2 separate regions of the Capra hircus genome follow, and region 2 is linked to region 1. A link is a contact called in public Hi-C data. All regions are on one chromosome and are shown on one strand. The core of a region is the stretch at or near the end of the contact, and the rest is flanking DNA. Distances in the headings are between cores, read along the strand shown.

Region 1 (5,316 bases), core at 1,501-4,000:
TACCCCCACGTCCCCATCAGCCATTGGGCCCTGAAGCTTAGGCTCTCAAAAGTCCCCTGGACAATGAGACAGCACCTAAAACGTAGCTACTGTGAACTGAGATATGCAGGAAGTGAAAAGGACACACAGGATTTTTTTTTAAATTGCTAGTTTATTTTTAATATTTATTAATTTATATATTTGGCTGCGCTGGATCTTAGTTGAGATCTAGTTCCCCAACCAGGGAACAAACCTGGGCACCCTGCCCTGGGATCTCAGAGTCTTAGCCGCCAGACCACCTGGGAGGTCCCAGAAACATGGGATTTTAAATATTTATGCTAAAAAACGACAATCTAAACTGACTGATCAATAATTTAACTGACTGATCAACAATTTTACGTGGGTTACTTACTAAAATGATCTTTTTGACATACTGGGTTAAATTTAATAACATTTAAAGGGTTAAATATTATTAAAACTAACTTGCCCATTTTTCTTTACCCTTTTTAACAAGGTGGGGTTTCAAAAAATTTTAAAGGCATATGTCTCTAAAATTTTAAATTACATTTGGGGTTCACACCTGTGGCTCTCATTTCTTTCTATTGGATAGCACTGCTTCCAAATAGCCCTTAGTGTGACGTGATGAGGGGCTAATTATATCTACAATGGCAGTCATATTACGTTACATAAATGTATGAAATCAACACGTTGCAAACCTTACAATATGTTGTAAACCTTAAATTTAGACAATGTTTTATGTCAAATATATTACAGGAAAAAACACCTCTTGGGTTTGTCCTAACCTTGCCCCCATCCTAGAGCCCACTTTCTCACTTCTTTCACTCCTAAAATTTCACCTTAGTCTAGGCTTTTCCCCTTTCTAATCTATTTTTCACACCCTGGCCCAGTTTATCTGCGTAAAACACTGCTTTTATCATGAAACACTCCTGCTCAAAAACTAACACCAGCTCCCATCTCTACTCCATCAAGTCCAAATTCTTGGCAATAATGAGACTTTAAAAACCTCCTGGGCACATTATGTGATTCTCCCAACAACCTTACACCTAGCATGCCATATTTTTTGGTTTCTAAATAGAACAAAAAGGGCTGCAGCATTTGCCTGAGCTGGGACGTGAGCCGGAAATCAGCTCTGAGCTGAGAGGTTACAAGGACGATTCAGTTAAACCATCCAAGCAGCAGCTGCCTCCCTTACAACAATTTACACAACACCTCACATTCAACTAAAGAGCAATCAACATCTGGCCATCTATGAGCTGAGCTATTTTTACATCAGCTGAGAGAAAGAATAATAGCAGTGAAAGAAGAAACTGTTACATTTGCATTTCAGAAAAACAAAACCAAAAGTCAACCAGAAAAGCTTAAGAGAAGAAGCCGCTTTGTTCACTGTTTCAAAAACTATATATATATATATATATATATATAGCTTTGCCACATAATAGAAAAATTGAACCATGCCAGTTTGAATGCTGTGGCAAGACAACAATAAAATACCATTTCATCTCAAAACTGGAAAAGCCTGAATTAAAAAATTGATCAGTAATTATATGAAGCTAAAACTAGCAGACCTGCTGATTCATAAGCTGTGTTGGTAATTCGATGGCAACATGTATTTAGGTTGGGAAAAGGGACCCTTCGTCAGGACTCACCTCCAATTACCTGAGTTTTTACTGTGCTGTCTACAAAACTCCATCCCTTTCATTAAAAATACTATGCTACACACATTTTCTTCCGGGTTTTTTTTTCAGCTACAGTTCAGACAGGTTTTGCCAAATAGTGTCTAGCAGAGTCGTTTGGTGTACGGGTCTTGAAATCAGGCAACTCCACATTTTACCATTTACTGTGTTATTTCAGACAGAACTGTGTAGCAGTTCTCTGCTTCTGTTACAGTCTCTCTAAACTGGGCATAATCATACCTTCTTCACAAACTTATAAGAATTCAACGAGATAAAGTTCATTGTTAACATAGCTCTGAACCTGCGGTAAGAGTTGTAACGGCGGGACAAGGGATGAGACAGCCCCTTATCTGTCCGGCCTCAGCACCCTTGCTAGACAGTTTCCAAGCAGCTCGAAGACTCCAGAAGAGGGTGGGGCCTTAGCGTCCAACGCGCGCCCCTAAACTGTCAGTTTAATAGCCGGGGCGTCGGGTGGGGCGAGGCCGGCGCACCGGCCCGTCTGCTTCGCCGCGACCGCGACGCAGACGGCGTACTGGACTCACCCCGCAGGCCGGGCCCACCTGCCGGGTCTCTCCCTTCCCTCGCTCCGCCCCGCCGCCCCCGCAATGAAAACACCACCACGTGGCCTGCAGCCGTTGCGTCACTCTCCTCCACCCAATGGCAAGCCGTGCTTCGGAGCTGGGGGCGGGTCGCCAGCGGAGTGGGTCCGCCCACCGCCGTCGCCCGTTGGCTAATTGTGAGCCGCGCTGTGGGCTCTTCACCAATGGAGGCCGGCGGTGGGACCCCGCCCTCTCGATGGCTGAGTCAGCTGGTCCGGCCGGAGGGCCGGGGCGGGGCCTGGAGGGACGGGGCGGGGCCTGGCTGGCCGGGCGGGGATGAGGCGGCCCTGCCAGGCCGGGGCGGAGGTGGGGCCTGACGGGGCGGAGGCGGGGCCTGGCGGGCCCGGGGCGGGGCCTGGGTGGGCCCGGGCTGGGGTAGGGTCGCCCGGGTGGGCGGGGAAGGGGCGTGGCCTGGCAGGCCCGGGCCGGGATGAGGCGGCCCGGCCGAGGCCTGGCGGGGCGGGGCCTGGCGGGGAGGGGCGGTGCCGGGCCGGAGACCGGCCCGCGGGGCCGGCGCCAGCGGGCTGCTGAGGTGGCTGTCGCCCGATCGGAGCCGCGGCTTCCCGGGTCGAGCCCCCGATGGAGGCCGAGGGCGCGGAAGGCGCCCCGGGCGGGACGGAAGCGGCGCTCAGCTGCTTCTCCTTCAACCAGGACTGCACGTAAGCCGGGCCTCCTGCCCCGCCAGGAGCTGGGGGAGAAAAGTCGCGATCAGGGTTGTCGTGCAGTCGGCGACTTGGACAGCGGGCGCAGGCCTGCGCCCCGGGGGCCTGGGCGTGACGGCCGGCGCGGCCTGGGCCGGTGCGGGTCCTCCGGCCGCCCCTCCTCCGGCTCGGGGCTGAGCGCCCCCGTCCCCCTGCCGGCAGGGAGCCAGGAGGGGCCGGCCGGGAGAAGGGGGGACAGAGCCCAGGGAGAGGGCAGAAGGAGGCTTGGGGAAGCTGGGGAGCCGGGGAGTGACCAAAGCGAGGGTCTGGGCAGGAGGGGTTGGTGGTCAAGACAAAGGAGAGGGGAGCAGACAGGGAAGTTGCAAGTTGACCCCGGGCGAGACAGATAGCTAGGGCCCAGGAAGATGGGAGTTCAGGAAAAACTTTCCCATTTGTCCTTGAGCATCTCAACGTGGCATCTGGGCAGGGCCAACGACCAGGAGGCAACCTATCCCCGAAGCCAGTCCAGCCTGATCCCAGCCCAGCCCAGCCTGGGCGCCTGCCTGCCGGCCGGGTTATCAGGAACCTTCCCATTGCCCCCAGTGCGTCTTCAGGAAGCCCACTCGGCCAGACGGAACTCCTCCTGGGAGTCCAGGAACGCTGTCCCCAGCCCAGGCTGCCCTCTTGCTTCTTGAGTGGATTTTGAGTGTCTCGCCTTGATGTTCACATTCGGACTTTGGCCAGTGAGCCAGGGGTTGCTGGACTGTGTTTGAGACATCTGGAGGAGCCAGTCCCTTAGAAGCAGAAGGCTGCTCCCTTTCCTCCTTTCGTGGGATTGTTAGACGTCCCGGGGACCATATGGAATAACCTCTTTGGAATGTGCCACACAGCATCAGGCAGCGATGGCCGGTCCTAGCCCCCCATTTCCTGCTGTTCCAGTTTCTGTGGGGCTGCTTCGTGGACTCGCCTTCAGGCAGGTGTGCTGGCCATCTGTGCCCGGACTGTGCTAATACTGAACATTCAGCGATGTCATTAAGGCCGTCATGTGCCATAAGCAACCCTGGCCTTCCATGCCCTTTGTCTTCTCTTTAAAAACACCCCTTGCCAAACAATATGCCTTTGTTCAAAAAAAACTGTATGTGTAACCATGTAAGCTGGTGGCCAGACAGTTTGGTTCCATGAGTGACTTTCAAGCTTTCCTTGACCACAGCCCACAAAAAGAAATACAGGTTACAACATTACCCAATATGTATCTATCTATCTATATGCACACACAGATATATTTATAATATACATTGTTTTTTAGTCGCTCAGTGGTGTCCCCTGACCCTTTTTGACCCCATGGACCCACCAGGCTCCTCGGTCCATGGGATTGCCCGGGCAAGAATACTGGAGTGGGTTGCCATTTCCTTCTCCAATATTATATATATAATATCACTGAAAAGCAATTCACAGGTATTTACCCTTCCTTTGTGGGCTACCTTCTGGAATTTGTATTTCTTTTCTTTTCTTTTCTTTTTTCCTTTTAAGCCACTTATGACTCACTGAATTGTTTCCTCATGGTTTGAGACCAACAGTTTACAAAAATGATAGTCTAGATACCATTCTGATGTTTTGTAAGAAACATTTTGCAAGAGAGGGTGGCTGTTGAAACGCCTGGGTGTTTGCCTTCCCAATTGAGCTCAGCTTCAGGAGGAGAGTGGGTTAAGGAGGAGAGTTATTTCGCTTCTTAGCAGGAAGTGTTCTCAATTCGGCTTTGCAGCACTCTTTATTAGCTGTTTTTAAGGGTGTTAATTTTTACTCTAGGTGAGTCCCAGCTCTCTATAGCAGTTGGAAAAGCATGTTATTTTCAAAACCCTAGGGTGCTCGGGAAGTTAATTTCCTTCGTCTCTACGGTCAGTTCCGTTTTCTTGGATGAAGGCTCTGCTGGACAGCTCTGTCTCACCTATAAATAAAACTTTTTGTCACAGTCAGTTGCTTTGAGCCTTAGAGGGTATGACATTGGATTTTAAAATAAGTCACACCCCTTACCGAATACATTTAGGAGTGTAAGCTGTAAGTATAGGCCGAATTTGGGGTCCAGTATGTCAAGATAAGGGAGTAATGACAATTAAGCTTTACTAGTCTGCTTCACTCATACTTCATGCTTGGCCCTGTGCTAGACAATTTGGGTATATTTTTTCTCATTTCATTTGTGATATGTATTTGTCCCAAATCCCATTTTCATGAGAAGTGATGAGAAAAATATATTTTTTTCCCTGCAAAAAGGTCTTATGAATAAAATAAAGTTTTAATCTGAATTCCTTGAGTCAGAGTTTTCTGTGACCATTGATTAACCGTTTAAAATACAGTAGGGGGATTTGCCTGGTGGTCCAGCAGCTAAGACTCAGTGCTTGCAATGCA
Region 2 (5,316 bases), core at 1,686-4,185, 130 kb after region 1:
GGCCTCAGGCCTCAGCGAGTGTGGCTCCCGCTGCCTGGTCCACTCGTCCCTTACATGTGTGCACGACCCGACCCTTCCGTCTGTGCCCCCACCCCTGCCCGATGTCAGCCCCCAGGGAGGCACGCCTGGGCCCTAAGAGACGCAGCGCTTATTTCTGCCCCTCGGGTCTCCACCAGGACTCGTCTACTCGTTCTTACCACTGAGGGAGGTTCGAGCTTTTAGACTGGGGGAGAGTCGCCTCACAGTGCTCTTCGTTTCTGCTGTACAGCAACGTGAGGCAGCCCCTCCCTCCGGGCCTCCCTCCCACCCCACCCCCAGTCAGGGCGAAAGTGAAAGCCGCTCAACCGTGCCCAACTCCTTGCGACCCCATGGACTATACAGTCCATGGAATTCTCCAGGCCAGAATAGTGGAGTAGGTAGCCTCTCCCTTCTCCAGGGGATCTTCTCGACCCAGGAATCGAACTGAGGTCTCCTGCACTGCAGGTGGATTCTTTACCAACTGAGCTATCAGGGAAGCCCAATCAAGGCAGAACTTTTTTTATTCACTGGTATATTCCCAAGGCTTTGAAAAGAGTCTGGCACATAGGAGGTGATGCTCAAAACATACAGCTGAATGGATGAATTAGTGGGTTTCTCAGTTTTCATTGACTTTTCCAAAGATGAGCCTCAAAGGGCTCCCGGTAAGGCCCTACTTTGGGCAGGTCCACTCTGAGGAAGAAAATCCAAGTTCGTTGGAGACTAAACAGTGAGAGAGAGCACCACTAGGGCAGGCGCCAGGCTTCTGTATATGCCAGGTCCACAGCAGAGGAGCCGACTAACCAAACAGGAGAAACATTTGGGAAAAGAAAGAGAAAGCACTCCAGAAAGTTCCAAAAAGCAAAACTTGAATTTCCTGCACACCTGGCCACTACTTAAATAGCATTTACACTGTATTTACAACTATTTATATTGTATTAGGTATTGTAAGTAATCTAAGGGTGATTAAGGTGTCCGGGAGCATGCGCATAGGAAATACACAAATACCACACCGTTTCACAGAAGGGACGTGAGCACCCCTGGATTTTGGTATTGTGGGGCGGGGAAGGGGTTTGGTTCTGGAACCAACCATCCTGCAGATAGAAAGACTGATGCTTGGAGGGCTGTGAATGTGAACATATTGCTGGTGCAGAATTTACTCTATATTCATGCACACACATATGCTAAGTCACTGCAGCTGTGTCTGACTCTGCAGTCCTATGGACTGTAGCCTGCTGGACTTAAGCCATTTTCCTGGGGCTTCCCAGGTGGCGCTCGTGGTAAAGAACCCACCTGCCAACGCAGAAGACATTAGGAGACATGGGTTCCATCCCTGGGTCAAGAAGATCCCCTGAAAGAGGGCATGGCAACCCACTGTAGTATTCTCGCCTGGAGAATCAATCCCGTGGACTAAGGAGCCTGGGGGGCTACCATCCATGGAGTCGAAAAGCATCAGACACAACGGAAATGACTTAACACGGTACAAGCTATTTTCCAGCAGACTTTTTTCTTCCATGATGTCTGTCTCTATCGCCTTTTTTTTTTTTTTTTGCCGCACCAGGCAGGATCCTAGTTTCCAGACCAGGGACTGAACCCGGGCCCTCCACAGTGAAAGGCTGGGGTCCTAACCACTGGACCACCAGGGAATTCCCTCAAGGATGCTTCCTTTCCCCTGTGGTTCAACTGGGAGCAAGTAATTTTCTATGTACTGAGTCTCTCTCTTTTTGGTGTTAAAGCAAAGCACTGGGATTTCTCTGACTTTGAGCAGCCCCAGATGGTCCCACTTGAAAAGAGGTTGAAAGAAAGTTTAATCTCACAACCTCTTCTATAAACAATCTGAAAACAACCAGTTGAATCTCCTGCTTGTGGCGCTGTCCTTCTTATGAGGTCATGCAGCATAGTGAAGACAGAGCAGAACCTGGACATGAGGGAGCCCTGGGGTCATCTCGGCTGCTGGTTTAACTACACACGAGTTCACACCAGCCTGCGCTTGTTTCCACACTGTTAACACTTCGCAACTTCGCTTTCCAAAAGCGAAAACGACGCAGGAGGCCCTTGGCAATGGAAAGAGAGAGCTAAAAAAAAACCCATCTGTTCCAGGGAATCACAGCAGGTCCCCAAAGCACATTCACGGGGAATCCAGAAGCCTTCACAGGGACCCCCAGCTTTCAGCCTATATGAACACGGTCTGCACACACTGAAGACCCCACAACCTTTTCCTTCCAGAAGCTTCTCTCTCCTGTTAACTCAACTTCAAAGGGACACCCTCCCACGCAGACTGGAAACCGGCCACAACTGAGCACCGACCGCACTGTCCAACACAGCAGCCAGGAGCCATCCGGCTGCCGAGCGCTGGGCACGCGGCCACTGGGAACCCAGGCGCGCCGTCCCAGCAAGATACCCACGGAATGTGCAGGCTTAGTCCAGAATATAATGGACAGTGACACAAGTCAGACGGAGAAGGACAAACGCCGTGGGACCTCTCACACGTCTGGGGCCGAAAAGAGCAGAGCTGCTAAACGCAGGGAATAGACGGTGGTCGTCAGGGCTGGGGGCGGGGAGCGGGAGCCACGCGGTTCAAGGTCCGAAGTCGCAGGGAGTAGGGGGCCTGTCCCGAAGAGCAGCGCCCGGCGCCGCGAGCACAGACGACACTGTCGTAGGACACCGGCCCTGCCAGGAGACCCGCCTCAGTGCCCCCACCCCCGGCCCACGGAATGTCCACGCCTCGGGGAGCTCGCGCGGTCACCTGTTGATGCCGGGACGCCCTGAGGACCGGAGCCGCGCCGTCACGCCAGTGGCCCCCGCCTCTGTCCGCACGCGCTCACGGGCTCCAGGGCCGGCGCCGCGGCCGGGGCCGCTCCGAGCACCCGCGGGCCCCGAGGAGCGGGCAGGGCTGCCGCCGGGGGCCTGGCCTCGGCCGGCCGGGCCCGCACGGACGCCCTCACGGCCCTGCGCGCGCCCCGCGGCCCCGCGCGGCTGCCGCCGGTCGGGTCGGGGCCGGGGCCGCCGGTCGGGTCGGTCCGGTCCCGCCGCGCTTACGGGCCGGGCCGGGCGCCCTGGGCGGAAGCTGCCGGGCGCTTCCTGCGGGGGGCGGGGGCGGCGAGGGCCGCGGGGCGGCGCGGGACCGGGGTGCGGGAGCGCGCGCTCGCGGCGCGGGCGTCTCGGGGGCGCAGCCGGGGTCGGGACGGCGCTCGGCCTCCGCGTAGAGTCCCCGCGGCCTGAACTTGAACCCCGACCGTTCCCGTGACCCGAGCGACCCTGCTAAGTCCCTGGGCGCCGCCGGGAACGCTTCGGACTGTTTTCTAGAATGGTGTTCACAAGGTGGAAAGTTACTCATGTTTTCCTCTCAAATACCTTTTTGGCTCAGCGTTTGCAGAGGAAAAACTGCCTAGGTTTTGTCATTAAGTGAGAATCATTTTTAAAAACTACATTTATCCATAGTGTTTTAACTTTAATTGCAAGAAACAAATTATATTGTTTAACTTAACCCTAAGAAGTGTTCCAAAAGTAATGCAATGCATTTACACACGACTCCCAAGTGGCAATCGCAGAGTAGACGCCAGAACTGCAGCCTGCGCCGGGAGGGAGCAGACCTCTTAACAGACCTTGTTGCTGGTCCCACGGTGCAGTCAGCGCAGACTTACGTCTTCACCAAACGACTGAAACCCCGCCCCCTTACACATTTAATCGAATCTGAGTTCTTGTAGGTCTGCAACTAAAGCCGACCTACTGGACTAACACTGTGCCCACCCTGCAGGGCAGTGAAAGGAAACTGGGGGGAATGGAGGAGACCTAAAGCGTAACTCCGGGAGGAAATAAAACCCGCAGCAGATCCATCAGAGTCCATGCTGCTCGGTCCCCTTTGCAGTGTTTCTTAGAAGACCTGGTCTCTGCCCTCCGCTTAGTTTTAATGACAAGCCACCGTTTTCTAAATGACTAGAGGTTCACCGAACAGGAGTCTGGAGGTGAAGCCATTGATTTCGTTCTAAAATGTGCTTTAAATCGAGCTGCGTAAATAACAACAGTGCTAGGATTCAGGCGTAAAAGGGAGAAAATAAAAATTGCCTTTAGCTTCCCCTTCCAGGTTAAATGAGAAGTGGAAGTCCATCCGCCAGCATGCAGGTCACGTGATTTGCTCTAGCTTCTAGATGTCCTGCACCCAGCAGTCTGCTGGTCTCAGGTCTTTGATCTGCTCCCCTTCTGGACATCCAGCCCATGTTCCCAGCCTGATGTGAGCATTTCTGGCAGACGCACAGGTAGCGGCCCCACGCTGCCCCTCACTCGTGCAAACATTAGCACCGAGGAGCGGGAGATTACTGCAGGAACAAACCCGACCCCTGCTCCAGGCTGTGAGGAGGAGTGCACCACACACAGCTGCAAGCACCATTGATTAAAAGGGAAGAGCAAATCTGAGTCCCTGCTGGAACGGTCTCCTTTCCTTTAACCTCTGTGCTCTGTGGCTACCAAGAGTGCTGCGGCCCTCTCAGCAGTCCGGTGGCTGAGACCACACTTCCCCTGCAGGGGGCGCAGGCTCCAGCCCTGGTGAGGGAGCTCAGATCCCACGAGCCCCCAGGTGCGGACCTGTGGCCAGAAGTACACAGCAGAGCCCATTTTCAAGGCTCTGACCTTTAAAGGTGTACTTTTTCTATCCATATACAGAGGAAAAGCTGCAGGACAGAAAGCACCATCTGTTCTGTTGGAGGCTTGTAAGAAGGTGGTGATGTGACTTAAGTGGACAGCTACCAGAGCAAAGCATTTGGACACCAAGAAGTTGCAACCACCACCCACACCCCCTTCCCTGTTAGTACAAACGCGGCCTGATTTCTAACTCTGTTGGGCACGAGTCCACCATCTTCTTGGTCTGGCTGGCTTTCTGAAAAGTCACTATTCCTTGCCCCCAAAACTCATCTCTCGATTTGCTAGCCTGTCGCGCCAGCAAGCAATATGAGCTCGCACTGGCTAACAGTCATGACACGTTATCTGCAAGGCCCCTGGCAAAGGACTCCGTCTATGAAAGCTGAGAACAGCGGCGTCCCCACAAGCACCGACAGCGGGGCAGGACGGGCACCGTCAATGCCGCCTGGAAATACTCCTGGGAGGAGCTTCCATGTTGAGCTGCTAAAAACTGAAGTGAGCTGTTGCTTCCTTCGGGGATCAGCTAACCATCAGCAGAGGAAAAAAAGAGGCCCAGCGGGCCCGAGGCTAGAAGAGACTGCAGGTGAGCAGAAGGAATGTGAATGGAGGGTGATGAGGCCGGGCCGGCCACGGGGGCAGCCTCTTTCCAAAAACTGAGCCAGCAAT

Evidence for each region. Hi-C and Micro-C count contacts between places; a contact is called where the count stands out from the background.
Region 2: a Hi-C map of liver shows a contact between it and region 1, with 3 times the contacts expected there. The contact joins the promoter of ARSG here to the promoter of WIPI1 in region 1. A contact is called at or near these places in 2 of 5 Hi-C or Micro-C datasets (blood and liver).

The regions. Positions count from the first base shown.
Region 1 is chr19:60,966,161-60,971,476 of ARS1.2, forward strand. WIPI1 (WD repeat domain phosphoinositide-interacting protein 1) reads left to right here and starts at 2,751. Exons shown (of 13, transcript XM_018063942.1): 1 at 2,751-2,931. The coding sequence starts at 2,852.
Region 2 is chr19:61,097,282-61,102,597 of ARS1.2, forward strand. ARSG (arylsulfatase G) reads right to left here and starts at 2,936. Exons shown (of 13, transcript XM_018063936.1): 1 at 2,762-2,936.